2 separate regions of the Rattus norvegicus genome follow, and region 1 is linked to region 2. The links are chromatin contacts, called in public Hi-C maps. All regions are on one chromosome and are shown on one strand. Each heading gives the region's core, a stretch centred on a gene start, on an enhancer-like site or on the middle of the called end of the contact. The rest is flanking DNA. Distances are from core to core; before and after follow the strand shown. Region 1 has its middle 450 kb from the start of Nuf2. Region 2 overlaps Pbx1 (PBX homeobox 1).

Evidence for each region. A called contact is a pair of places that touch in the nucleus more often than the background predicts.
Region 1: a Hi-C map of psoas muscle shows a contact between it and region 2, with 3 times the contacts expected there. The contact joins two enhancer-like sites. A contact is called at or near these places in 3 of 12 Hi-C or Micro-C datasets (the A7r5 cell line, the Rat2 cell line and psoas muscle).

The regions. Positions count from the first base shown.
Region 1 is chr13:83,799,668-83,806,143 of GRCr8, reverse strand. No RefSeq gene overlaps it. Among named protein-coding and RNA genes, the nearest start is that of Nuf2, 450 kb to the left of the region's middle. Within about 2 kb of position 2,598, at least 14 of the 93 cell types and tissues checked have an H3K27ac peak or open chromatin away from gene starts, as enhancers often do.
Region 2 is chr13:82,905,755-82,912,177 of GRCr8, reverse strand. All of the region lies in intron 2 of Pbx1 (PBX homeobox 1), which reads left to right. Among named protein-coding and RNA genes, the nearest start is that of Pbx1, 210 kb to the left of the region's middle. Within about 2 kb of position 4,592, at least 11 of the 93 cell types and tissues checked have an H3K27ac peak or open chromatin away from gene starts, as enhancers often do.

The DNA.
Region 1 (6,476 bases), core at 1,349-3,848, 900 kb before region 2:
TTCTTTCTTTTTCTCTTCCTTCCTTTCTTTCTTTCTTTTACACATTTAATATAATATCTATACCATGATCATGTACAAACCTGAGTTAATTCAAAGACACTGTTAGGAACTGTCTTTCTCAAGTGCTAGCCACATACTCCAGCTGATATCTTCTACAAAATGGCTTCCAATGGAGAAAGAGAAGGAAGATTTATATCGTGCCCACTTCCTGTGAGTCTATGAGTCAATCAGTGCTTTAATAACATGCATGCTTCACATATCCAGGGACCAAAGCTCTGGCTCAGCCTTAAATCTATAATGTCAACATTGTCAATAACTATGGATGTTATTTTGAAAAAGCATAAATACAACTGTGCATGCAAGGCAGACCTGGGAGGACTGTCAGAAATTCAAGGCCAGCCTGGTCTACATTGAGAGCTCCAGCTAGATTGTAGTAGAATAACACCTGATCTAAATGACAAGAGCAAGTATAATTTCTAGAATGTTTGTGTATCGACTTTATGATTTTAAAGGAGCTCTTTGTTCTATGTTAAGAAGCCTTTCTTATTTTCTCACATATTTAAAATCAAACTTATTCTTCAAGGTGAATCTCTGATGGCATGTCATGAAATGCCACCTTGTGACATACATGTCACCTTCACCCGCTCCTCCATTGTCCTGCAGCTACGCTTTGTATACATGGAACAGCTAGCAAAGAATTTTATATCCAAGTTACCTGTGGAAGCATTGTCTCCTTCTAACAATCTCCATCGGTATTTCTCCTGTTCTTTGACTTCTACCAAGGATAGGACGAAATCTTGATAACGTTTGTTGGCATGCTTTACTATGATTCTGCTTCCAAAGTGGAGAAAATAAATGCACAAGGTGGTAAGCCATTTTGACAGTCTAAGATCCTCCAACTACTGCTGGTTGGAGGTTAAGCAATTGTCCCTTTATCCACTCTTGAGTGCTTCATAACTGAAGCTATGGATATGGGAGTGGGGTGAGAAAGCGAAGAATGGTGCTAGCAATGGAAGATATGGTTGCAGCCTTCAATCAGGAAGTTGAATATTTTACCCCAATCAGACTAATTCATGGCATCTCCCAATAACAATGTTAACAGTTTTGATTTTTAATACCTGATGTTTGAGAATACTTAAATGCAGATACTATGGTTAGTGATATGTAGGTAATAGAGAACTTAGATTTTATGAGAGAGGAGTTATCTTTATGATATCATCATCAAACCTGGCTTTCTGATCACCACCATCATCACCCAGTGGATGAGGAAGTTAGGGTTCTGGCCGGAAAGATTAAGCAGTTTCCTAAGCTTATGTAACAAAGGAATTGCAGGGATTGACTTTAATTTCATACCAGCTAAGGCCAGAATTGTGGTGGTAAGGAACACACCAATTTGTCTTTCCCTGTAGGTGGGGAATCCTTTATTATCCTGTGTCATAGGTCCCTTTGATTAAGAATGGATATAGAAGGTTGTTGAACATGGTTGTCATGTCATAAAAGGATTACTACCGACAGTGCCAAAGAGCAGAGTTACTGTGATTGCTACATCAATAAATGACATTTAGACTGTATAAGCGACTTCTACTTATCAGGATCTCTTCACTTTCTAAACAAACATCTCTACCACTGTTAATCTGCCTTCAAGGAGAGCACCAGAATCTTTATTAAACATATGAAGTAACTAAAAGCCATGGAGGTTGAAGAGCTGCATGGAGCCCAGCAGCCAATCAGTGATAAGGAGTCAGGGCTTGCAGGGAACTTTGATGAAATCCCACAGTGACTTCTTTATGAAGAGTAGATGCGCTTATGTGAGGGCTCAGTCCCCTCTTCCAACTTAAGGAAAGCCTTTATTTTTATTGTTAGTGCTTTTTTTTCCATCTCAAAGCCACTTTGAACTTGAAGATTGTTGTTCAGTCCTCTCTGGTCCTAATCTCATTTTTCCAGAATTTTGGAGGCATGGTTGAGTATAATTGTGTTGGACACCAAATTGAAATTTTCTATTTATCCTACTAACTGAACAACTGAAAGACATGACAATTTCTTACTCAACATTGAAAACTCAATTCCTGGTAAATAGAAGGTCAATAAATGTTGAAGAAAACAGCTCTTTCCCCTGTCATTCTCCATGGTTTTACTGATAGCCTGCCTTCTGTCTTCTGTTATCATTTTATCACCTGCCTTATTTTGTTTTCTAATCTTGGAACTGTGGTGGCACCCACAGTCACTGTCAACCCCACGGGAGCATTCTGATGCTAACCCATCCTTAGGAAAGAGGAGTCAAAGCAGGGTCTGTTGCTTTGGGAGCCGGCTTTTCTGCCTCCTCATATAGCGCCAGCTATCAACTCTATCCTAGCAGCACTTGCGTTCAAATTCATTCATTACTGAAGATTAATCAATAATTAAGCATTCTATAGCCACCCAGAGGCCATTTCATGGTGCAGTGGCATATTTATTACCTTATTCAGTGGAGGGACTCAGGAGCGATCTGGTACTGCTCACAGTTCAACCAGAAGATGCCTGACTGACAGTCTAGGACTCTCAGCAGCTCCCTACTGGCCCTTCTCCCATGCCTCAACCCAGTCCCTCTGGCAAAGCTGCTGTCTGCACTAGCCCAGACCTCTCAATCTGTCCCTTTTAGACAGTCAGCTCGGGTTCCTCAAGCTGATTTGTGCTGAGGTTGGGATGAAGCCAGACAGCTTGGGAACAGTGCCCTCGGTGGCAACAATGAAGCCTGTAGGATTGCCCTGGCAGCAGCCGGTACTTGTTGCTCAAGGGAGGCACTGCCATCAAGTTCAACGCTCTTTTCCCTGGTGTAGCAGGAAGGTACCCCAGTGTGCTTTGAAAAGTGCAAATGGAAATGGATATTAATACTGCACATCACACAAAGCTGGAGCATCCAAAGTTGCTAGGGAACGGTTCCCTCAAAATTGGGTGTACTACGCAAGTCCACAGTATACACCAGACTTGAGAGTGGTCTTCTGATTGATTGGCACTTGTGATTCTGACTCTGGTTCTAATTGCTGGGTTTTGACTGATAGATTCTATTGCAGGTCACATCCCTAGTTTCTAACTGTAGCTAAATTTTATTTTTAGGAAAAAAAAAAAACATGGTTTTTCAGGTCCATAGTAGTATCGATCTGGAGCAAAATCTGAATCAACTGAGATATTCCCCCTCAAGGCTGCCTAGACTTCATGTTTTCATACACATGAAGAGGAGAAGGCTGCTCACTATAGGGGTCTCTTTAAATGTCTCCTTCTAGCAACATTTTGATCCCTTCTTCGTCTGTTTAAAAAACCAGTGACGGCATAACCAAAGCCTGGTGGGATATACAAACCCCCTTTATGAACAGGGTTATGCCTATACTCTGACATGCTGGACCTTTATTTATGAGCAAACTAACAATATTAATGGCGAAGACATAGCATTAGCCATTGGTGTTTAAGAGAAGACTGTGTACTCAAGAAGACATTCTCTTTTAGGATAAGAATTCTCAAAAGAATCTTGTCATTGCCACAGGGACTATGCACGGAGATTTCATAAGGCGTTTGACAAGTCTGGGTTTATCTGTAGAGGACAAGGACAGGGCAAAATTAAACAGGCAGGCTTTCAGTATGTGGTAGGTTTCGTTGTTGTTGTCGTTGTTGTTGTTGTCGTCGTTGTTTTGTTTTGTTTTGTTTTTAAGCAAAACTAGCCATTGTTGGTGGAATGCATTTTAAGGGCCAGTCTTCCTTTGCACCTCTCATCTGCCTCTAACTGAGTTGTGGAGGTGAACACTGGACACCCTTTTACTTGGAACTGTCCATCAGGTGGGAGAGATAGGCAAATCCTCAGAGCTGACTAGTCTTTTTATCCCCTTACAAGCAAGATAAAAAGAGATGGAGAATGTCAGAAGAGTTATAACTTACATTGCCCTCTTGATTCTTCATGGACATATGCATACATACATACATAAATAGATACATACATACATGTACACCTACACATATATGCATATATGATGTACACACACACACAAGACTACCTACAAAATTGTATCCTTTTAGTTTTTTTAAAAAGTTTTCCCATGATTCTAATTGATTGTTCATAAATAGGCAAAGGAGTTACCTGCTTTCAGTTTTCAGGATGTTAGATGGACACAGCATAAAGTCTTCTTTTATTATAAAATCCTAATCCCAACCACGAAGCATCATTTCTTAACACCATCACCTTGCTTTACCCTGATCTTGTGCAAGCTACTCAAGCCCTAATCCTACCACCTCCATCCATTGTTGGACCCCACATTCTGTTATAACTCTTGCTTAATCTTGCCTTTTGTCCTTCCCTTCCTTTACCCTACACAAGCTAAAGCCACTGTCTCTGAGTCTTCCCTCATCATTTACCTTCCAATCTCCTATGGTCCTGTCAACAAACTGGAAATCTCCCAGGATATCTCAAGAAAGCACCGTCTTTCTGAGGCTCTTCTTTAGTCTATTACCTAGTAGGTTTCTTTTTTTCTTTTCACTTCTACATTCTCTTGACCCTCAAAGAAGCTCTTTACATTAGGAGAATCGGGATGTGGCTTTTTTATGATAGGGAGAACTAAACATATCCAATTTATATGAATGAATGATCTCCATTGGTTTTATACTGAATTGGGCATTCAGCAATCCTTCATGGCTTTGTCTTCCTTTTCTTCTTGACTCTTCATAGGCATAATTATGTTATTAGAGGATAGAACATCTGGCTGAAAGTGTGTTGGAGTGTTGGTGTGCTTCTTCATGAGATTCTTAGATGAAAGGCCTACAGTTCTGCACTGGCCAGTATTCACTTTATCCTAGTATTAAGAGAAAGCCATCAGACTGTTCTCAGCCAAATCTGCCCTGCTTTGGATGTTTTTCCTACACATTCTTAGAGTCTAAAACATGTTGTGAGATAAAGCATTCACCCATGTGTTTTCTTCTAGACAATGAAACTGGCCCATTCATACACTGTACTAACACCAAAATTACACAGGAACCTTGTCATCTAGACAAGCATAAGACTTCTTTATGCCATGTTAGACATCAGAGAAACCTGGAGTTACATGATCTGATTTAGGAAACTCTAGACTAGAGTGCCTATTGCTCGCACCTTCAATACTTACTTGATTTGCCTGAGTGCTTGACCATTTCTAGCATTCTCTCTCCTCCCATTGATGCTAAAAGCAATTAAAGTATCAGAGCTGAAGGTATGATCCAAAATTCCTCAATTCATCACCCTATGCTTGACCTCCATACTGTGTTCCATCACTCTTGGGAAAAGTGCCAAGTCAGAGGTAGCTTTCAGGACTGAGACCCAATTAGATTCATCACTAAAAGGAACAAAATAACCCAGGCCACTTAGTGCCAGTTATACAAAAGGGAAAAAGGTTAACTCTTGATTGAAAAAGAAAAGTAAAATTTAGATCAAGCAGTCTGCCTATGATGTGTCTTAATCCAGAATGTGCAGTTGAAACTTCCCACGGACTTGTCCTATGTTTATGTCTGCAGTCCAAGTTGTGTCTTTAGTGTTGACTTTATCACAGTCACAGCTATGAGAAAATTAAGGAAAAGGATCACCCTCTTTAGTGGGTTTGAACATTGGCCATCCCATCTCAGGCAAGGACTCAAAACATCGAACCAATCGACTGGCACAGACACTTATATAAGCTAAGAATGACAGATAGGTTCTTCCTTTCATCGAATATGCCATTATCTGAGCACACCTGGCAGTGTCTCAAATGCTGCACTCTTAGAAGTCGAATCAGACCTTTGTCTGGTAAACTCAGACATTCCTAAAGAGAGAGCTAAAGTCTGTTTCCGTTCTGTCAGGTTGGAGAACTACATAACTCACATTTTCTAATACTGGGCCCTACTGGTGTCAGTGTCCACCTCAGGAAAATATTCTGAGATGACACTGAGAACTACTTTGGAATGGGCCATGTGACTTGGCCTGATCTTTTCGCCTGTAGAGTCAGTGTCACCCTTAGCTCCCTGGTCTCTGCTATATTGAAGTTAAAGATTCCTTCCACAAAGGGAAGAGAGGCAAAGGGGCAGACAGCTTCACCTCAACACTCACACCACAGCCACTGTCGTCATCTTGACTTCTGAGAACAAGAGCCAGTTAAGTATTCAAAGGGCTCAGATTCTACAAACATTGTTGTCGGGTCAAGTTGTCTACTCCAGTAACCCAGAGCTTGGGGAATGGAAGCAGGACAATCAGGAATGCAAGATTGTTCTTGGCTGTAATAGTGAGTTCAAGGCTAGCCTGGGTTATGTGAAACTCTACAGTTCACCCCTCCCAATAAGAACAGTATCAGGAGAAATGAGATAATGATTCACCGAGTAAAGCCACTTACCATCAAGCTTGATGACCTTAATTCAATCCCGAAGACCCGTATTTTAAAAGGGAAGAACCAACCGTCATATTTTCTTTGGACAACAACATGTGTGTCATAGCATGAGAACTGTGGAAAATG
Region 2 (6,423 bases), core at 3,343-5,842:
TTAGCATTTCCATCTTGCTGAAGGGGTGGGGTGGGGTGCTCCTTCAGCACCTGGGAAAATACCACAGCATGTATGTTACCTTCTACACCATTGGAAATTGATACACAGATTGTATGAGGACTAGGTTGTCCAAGAACTTGGCAAATGCCCCTCAGGGTCTGTGAACATCTCCAGGTCACCCACTCTATTGTAAAGGAAGCTGACCCCAGATTATTCAATGGGAAAAAAAAACTTGGAAAGATTTCTTTGAGAACATGATGGTTTTTATTTTAAACTTACTTCTGGGCTGGGTTAGAGATAACTTGTAGAGTCCTTGCTTAGCATGCAGTGGGCTCTAGGTACAACCCCTAGTCCCACAAAACAAACAAGTAAGCAACTTTGTGCTGATGGCACCGTTAAGAAAGTTAGACAGAAAAATATCTCTGCTACTATTTAGTTTGTGAATATGGCCAGGAAAGTTTCGTTGGCTCAGGGCTGATATTTGTTAGCCTAAGCATTGACATCCATAAGGTGAGAGCAAGCGCCCGCCCATGCCACACATCCTGCGGTAGCAGCTGGTTTAAATGTTTTAAATATGGAGTTTCTCTGTGAGCACTGAATCCTAACCAAATTTCAAACTGAAGCCTGCTTTCGTAAACCTCGGGATATGAATGGAGTCTTTGCTCTCTTCTAACTGGAATTTATCTATTTTTAATGGAATTCTGAAAGCAACCACTAAAGGAGAGACTTCTAGGCTCGCTTGTCTGACCGAGGTGAGGTTACTTCCGAGTCGAATGGTTCCCGAGGGTCTCTCTCGAAGCCTTTCAGAGTGGCAGAGATATCCAATGTGAGCCCTGAAAGGCTGGGAGGACACAGATGCTTCCTGGCTTGGGGAGAATGCAGTCCAGAGAGTTTATATAAAAAGCAGACCACACACAACTTAGGCACAGCAGGGAGGAGGAGATAGGTGGGTGGGTACCTGTGACATCTCCTGTGTTGAGTTTAGACCAATAGGTAAGTCTGAAGGCAACAGAGAAGCTATTTCAAAAGAAAAGCCAGTGTGGGACCCAAGAAACAACATCCAAGGTTGTCCTCTGGTCCTCCTCCTCCAATAAATAAAACACAAGAGTTTTAAAGCAGGGGGACCTTACAGTGCTTAGGAGATTAGTAGCATAGGAGCCCCAGCAACAGGGAAGGGGGAGAAAAAGCAGATGCTATATTGGCATACATTTTATGCACTGAAGAATGATTGGTTTGTGGGACATGATGCTGTTACTGACCAGGACTTGTTCGTCCTCACACGAGTCCTATGTGTATGTATTTGCCCATGCCCGTGTTTGTGGGTGCACTCACTGGCTTGTGCCAGTTCTTTCTTTGTTACACATTTGTAACATATAGGAACCAGACACCAGACTCTTAAGTCTGTCATTTCTGGTCCTTTACCAGTGCATCAGCCCCGAAAGGCAGTGTCTCACAAAGTGCAGGGGAGACTCCTACTTACGTTGTATGTAACCGAGGGTGATAATGAACTTCTGATCCTCCAGCCTTCGCCTCAGGAGTGATGTAGTAGTAATAGGTCTGAGCCTGTGTTAATCCCAGCACTCCCGAGGCAGAGGTGAGTTCAAGGTCCTCCTGGTCTACATAGTGAGTTCCAGGACAGCCAGGGTTATGTAGAGCCCCCTTCCCCCCAAAAAAACCCAACCAAATTAAAAAAAAACATCATTGTCACTGTCATCATCGTCATAAATAACAATAACCTCATTTTACTCATAGTCTGAATGGTGACAAATCAGTATCATCACTACTTATTTCATGACGAGGAAACTGAAACTAAAATGAGGCAAAGTCCCCCAGCAAGAGTCTGGAATGTGGGTTAGCATGGGATATCCCCGCTTCTATCTCATTGTACTTTCCTCAAGGATCCTTAAGCTGCATTGTAGAACTGGGTGAAGAGAAGCCTGAATGTACACTTATATTTTCTTGGATATTAGAGTTTGCTGGTGGGGTTGGGGAACTTATCATAGCCAGCAAGAACCAGGCAATGTTCTGGACATCTTAGGATGACTTTAATCCACAAAATGTTTTCAGCTTGAGGCAAGAACGCATTAAGGAACCCCTCCCGCCTTCCGTAGTGACTTGCTGTAGGAGATGCTGTTGTAGAGAGAAGTCTTCCTCTCTGTGGAGAGCGCAGCATCCTCCAGCTACTGGCTCCATATCTCCCATGCTTCTTATGTATAACTAAGTAGGAAATGGTTTTCCACATCCTGAGTTCCCATGTGCAGCCCAGGCCTTACACACCCTACCCTGGCCCTCTCCCCTACCTCATTCCCTTTCCTCAAATGTCTTGAGTACACAGATCTGAGGGCAGAGGTCATATGAAGCCATGCCCCAACCCCCAACCTCTGTAGCTTTTCTTGTTACAAAGAGGGTTTCCTGAGCCACTGTAGAAGCTTTATCTATTAAGATCTGTAAGTCCGTCACCAGGCAGCCGGCACTCGTCCAGAAATGCAGGCGCCTGTTGTCCAGTGAGTTAGCTTTCTCCCTGCCAGCTGGCCCGGGGAGACTCGGTGTGCCAAGCAGGGAACGTGTGAATGGGATCCATGCCCGTACATCCCTTGAGAAGTACAAGTCCTGTGACCAGAAGGGCCAGAAGTTAGCCCAGAGAAAAGACGGGAAAAACTTGGTAGGTCTCTAGAGAAAACTCCTAAACATAAATGCTCAAAATAGTAAAAACCATCCCCAAGAGTACCCTGTATTTTTGTTTTCATCTCCTGCCTTAAAACTTCACCCGCAGTGCACGTGTTGCGGCTCTGGGCCAAGTGGGAAGAAATGAGTGCATTTTCCAGTTCCTGGCTAGAGCACCCTTTGAAAATCAGGGCAGCCATGATACCATAAGAAACACTCCGTAAATATGCTCGCACTGAAACACTTGAAGACCTCACTATCTCGTTGTTGGAAGGAAGTTGACAAGTCCTTTTCTGATCCCATATGCTGTTTATATATACCTGCTCATTAATGAACCCAGGAAAATATTGCAAGGATTGAAAGATATCTTGTCTTCATACCAAATGGTGACACTTTAGGAGACCACTGACCCGAACAAACTCCTGTGTGATTCGAAGGGGACAATACCGTGTATCAGAGTGATTCCCAGATCTCCAGATTCTGTGCACTGGAATCCTCTGAAGAGGCCATTCTAGGCCAGCAGCCAGGAAGATTCCCGCTTGGTCCTCTACAGTCTGAGTTCCGACAGTGAACTCCGATAGGCTCTCTCCTGAGCCTATCCATCAACCGTTGTCTGGCAGCTGCCTGTAAATGCCGGATTGTGAAACTGGGGAAATCAAATGGTTAATCATTTCCATTTACTTGATAGACGACTCTTTAAAATAACTCACCAAGACAGCTTTTCATCAAAGACAGAAGAGGCTTGAGAACTGGGAGGGATGAGCGCCCATAAGTACAACCCCAAGCTTCAGGCTACTAAGGAATGGGAGATATGGGTCCCGACACGGTTTAGAAGAATCAGCGCCTAGCTTAGTCCTTTTCCTGCTGGAGGAGTGTCCACCAGTATGTGGATGATGACTGTGCCTGTCAGAAATGACACACCCTGAAAGGTCGGGGTGGTGGAGTAGTGGGGTGGCGGAGATCTACAAATCTGAAAGCAGCTGGTGTAATCTTAGGCCTCAGAGAAACCCTTCACAGATACTGGTCCTGTGCTTGGCTCTCCCTCACTCCAAAAGCCATTGCCTTAATGTCAGCATAGTCTTACTTGTTTAGAATGGTCACATTTGAAAGGCAGATCTTAGTTTTGGGAAATGGGTGTGGAAGAGATGGGAGAGAAAAAGCGTTCTCTCTGTACAACTTAGAACCGGAGGGGGGTGCACACACCAGGAACTAACTGCCTGGCCTAGAAGGGTGGCGGGACACAGATGCCTAAGATGCCGTAGTCCTACATCCTACTCGGCTGCGTGCACAAGAGCTCTGAAAGGACCTGAATAGATGCACGATACCTGAGTCATGAGATCATGCTGGGTCACCACTGGCTTCTAGGAGCTCACTCTCTTGGTGGCAGGAGCCTGCCTTATTTTTAGCAAAGTTACCCACCTTTATAATCTGTAAGTGTGCTAGCAGAGTTTGTGTTTATATTGCCAGGTGATGATGCAATTCAGTGTGCACAAAGGGTCCCAGGGGCTAAACATTTTCCAGTTTCTAAAAGTACAAGGGCAGACTACTCCTAGCTCCTCCACTGGCTTCAAAGTCCTGCCTGGCTTGGGGTTGGTAGCTCGTCTTGGAAAGACAGAACTCCAAACTGCTCCAGAGACTGTAAAAATCTAGCTTCTGCCTTGGTGCTTTGAAACCATGAAGAGGCTTTTTAGCCTTGTGTCTGTCCAGGGGTTATCTTTTCCAATGGTCTCTTTATCTGGCCCAGCTAAGCGAGTTTCAAGTTTTACTCCATACCCTGAAACAATGTCCTCTGCTAATATGCTCTCCTCCCCGTCTGCCCACATTTGGGAGCTCAAATCTGAGCAGATCCCAGTTCCCCAGCTCCATGGAGATGTTGGTGGCTGTTGGGACCCTTTAAACAAGTCCTCGGTGGGGAGAGAGTGCCCTCTAGTGGGCACCAGCAGGGAGCGGTTCCCGAGCTGTATTGCTCAGCCAAGGACAAAACAATCCTTTGCACAGCCCTCCCACTGGCTCTCTTGAATGTGCCTTTGGGTTTGGTTTGTTTTTCTCCTTGTGTGAAGAAAATAAATAAAGATTGAACCGCAGGTGGCCAGTTGTGAGAGCTGCTTCAACCAGGCTGTGACAATCTCCTTATCTCTGGAGTTTTAGCACAGGATTAACCCTAGGGCAAGTGATAACAGCAATGTGACTTCTGGTGCCTTCTAAAGACTGTGACAACCTCTGTGTAAATCACTTACCCGTCGTGACTGGTCTCTGTCTTTATTGGAATGGGAGGGGGTGATTTGTGGGTAGGAAACTCCTTCTTTAAGAATTATTACCTAAACCGGGATAAATACCTTGGTGTTAGGTACAGCCAGTGGGGCTGTTAGAACCCTGGATGCACCAGCATGCACAGGCATGGGGACCCTTTAAAGCCCAGTTTCACGGAAAGCTCTTGGGCAGGAGATGGAATGGGAAGAAGGGAGGGGTGCCGGGCACCCATCAGGGAGGCGGCAACCTGATCATATGTGATGGCTGCTGGATTAGGTAACAGCTCGGTTGGTTGAAATTGGATCTTGGAGGACGAGTGTTAACATCTCCGGTGTCCCAGTGAAAGGTTCATTTGAGTCTTGCATGGTGCTGGAGAGATAAAAAGGAGCTTTTAAATACACATTTTGTCTCCAAGTCACCAGAGTACTGACTTCAAGCCATAAATAGGAAGCGTCACATCTGTTAGCCGTATCACTTATTTCTTTAATGCTGGTGGGATTTTCTTTTTAACTGACTAGTTGAACAGTTTCCGGGTCAGGGAATTCATAGACCTGGTTGTTGTTGTTGTTGTTGTTGTTGTTGTTGTTGTTGTTGTTGTTTACTAGAATCTTGAAATCTTGTCCTAGGAAGAAGCAAGGACCTGCAAAATTCCCTGCCTTCTTTAAACATACATGCACACCCCAAGACCATCAGAACAGTCGCCTCCCATGTACTATGGCACAACAAAGTGTTCCCCTATTTGTGTCTAGCTCTTGCACATTTTCCAGTGTAGTCTTTCATGAGTAGAATATAATTTAAATGGTGCACTGTTTGGGGGTGGGGTGGGGGGGGGTCTTTCTGGACTTTTTTTTCCCTGCATCTTTTCATTCTCTTATTTTCAAATTTCTGGTAGAACACGTCTATAAAACAATTGTAATAAGTCTTCGCAAACCCACTTTCCTTTGAACGAGTATTTATTTAAAGCATTTACCGTGTAAAAAAATTCAAGCGCCTTTATTGTTGCCAGCCCCACTGCTCCGTAGGTAAATCTTCTTTCGCCACCGAGGAATGCATCCCAATGCACTGTCTGCAGAGACTTCCAGTCTAGGTAGGCGAGGCATGTTATTATACAATAGGCCACCATTGTTGGCCGCATTCCCTCTACAGCGTCCTTAGGGAGATCCTCGCCTTATTGAAAAAGATCAAAAATATCAAGGGCAAGCAAGATATTCATTAGGTTGAGGAGAGTTTATGAGGAGGAACTTGGTTGTTTAAAAGCACCCAGGCACAGGCATGACTGAAACCCAGAGGAGTAGGGAGAGAGAATGTGCTGAGGAAATATCGGGTATATGGGAACCAACAGTGCGAACCTGCTCATGACCACCTGCCTGATCCGTGCTCTCTGAGTACCAGTTGACCTAGCTTTATTCTTCCTCGTGATTGGTTTTGCTAAAGCTGGGAGTTTAGGAGGCCATCTTTGGCACCTGTTTTACTGGAGGAGAGAAGTGCCTAACATTGCTTTGGAATGGC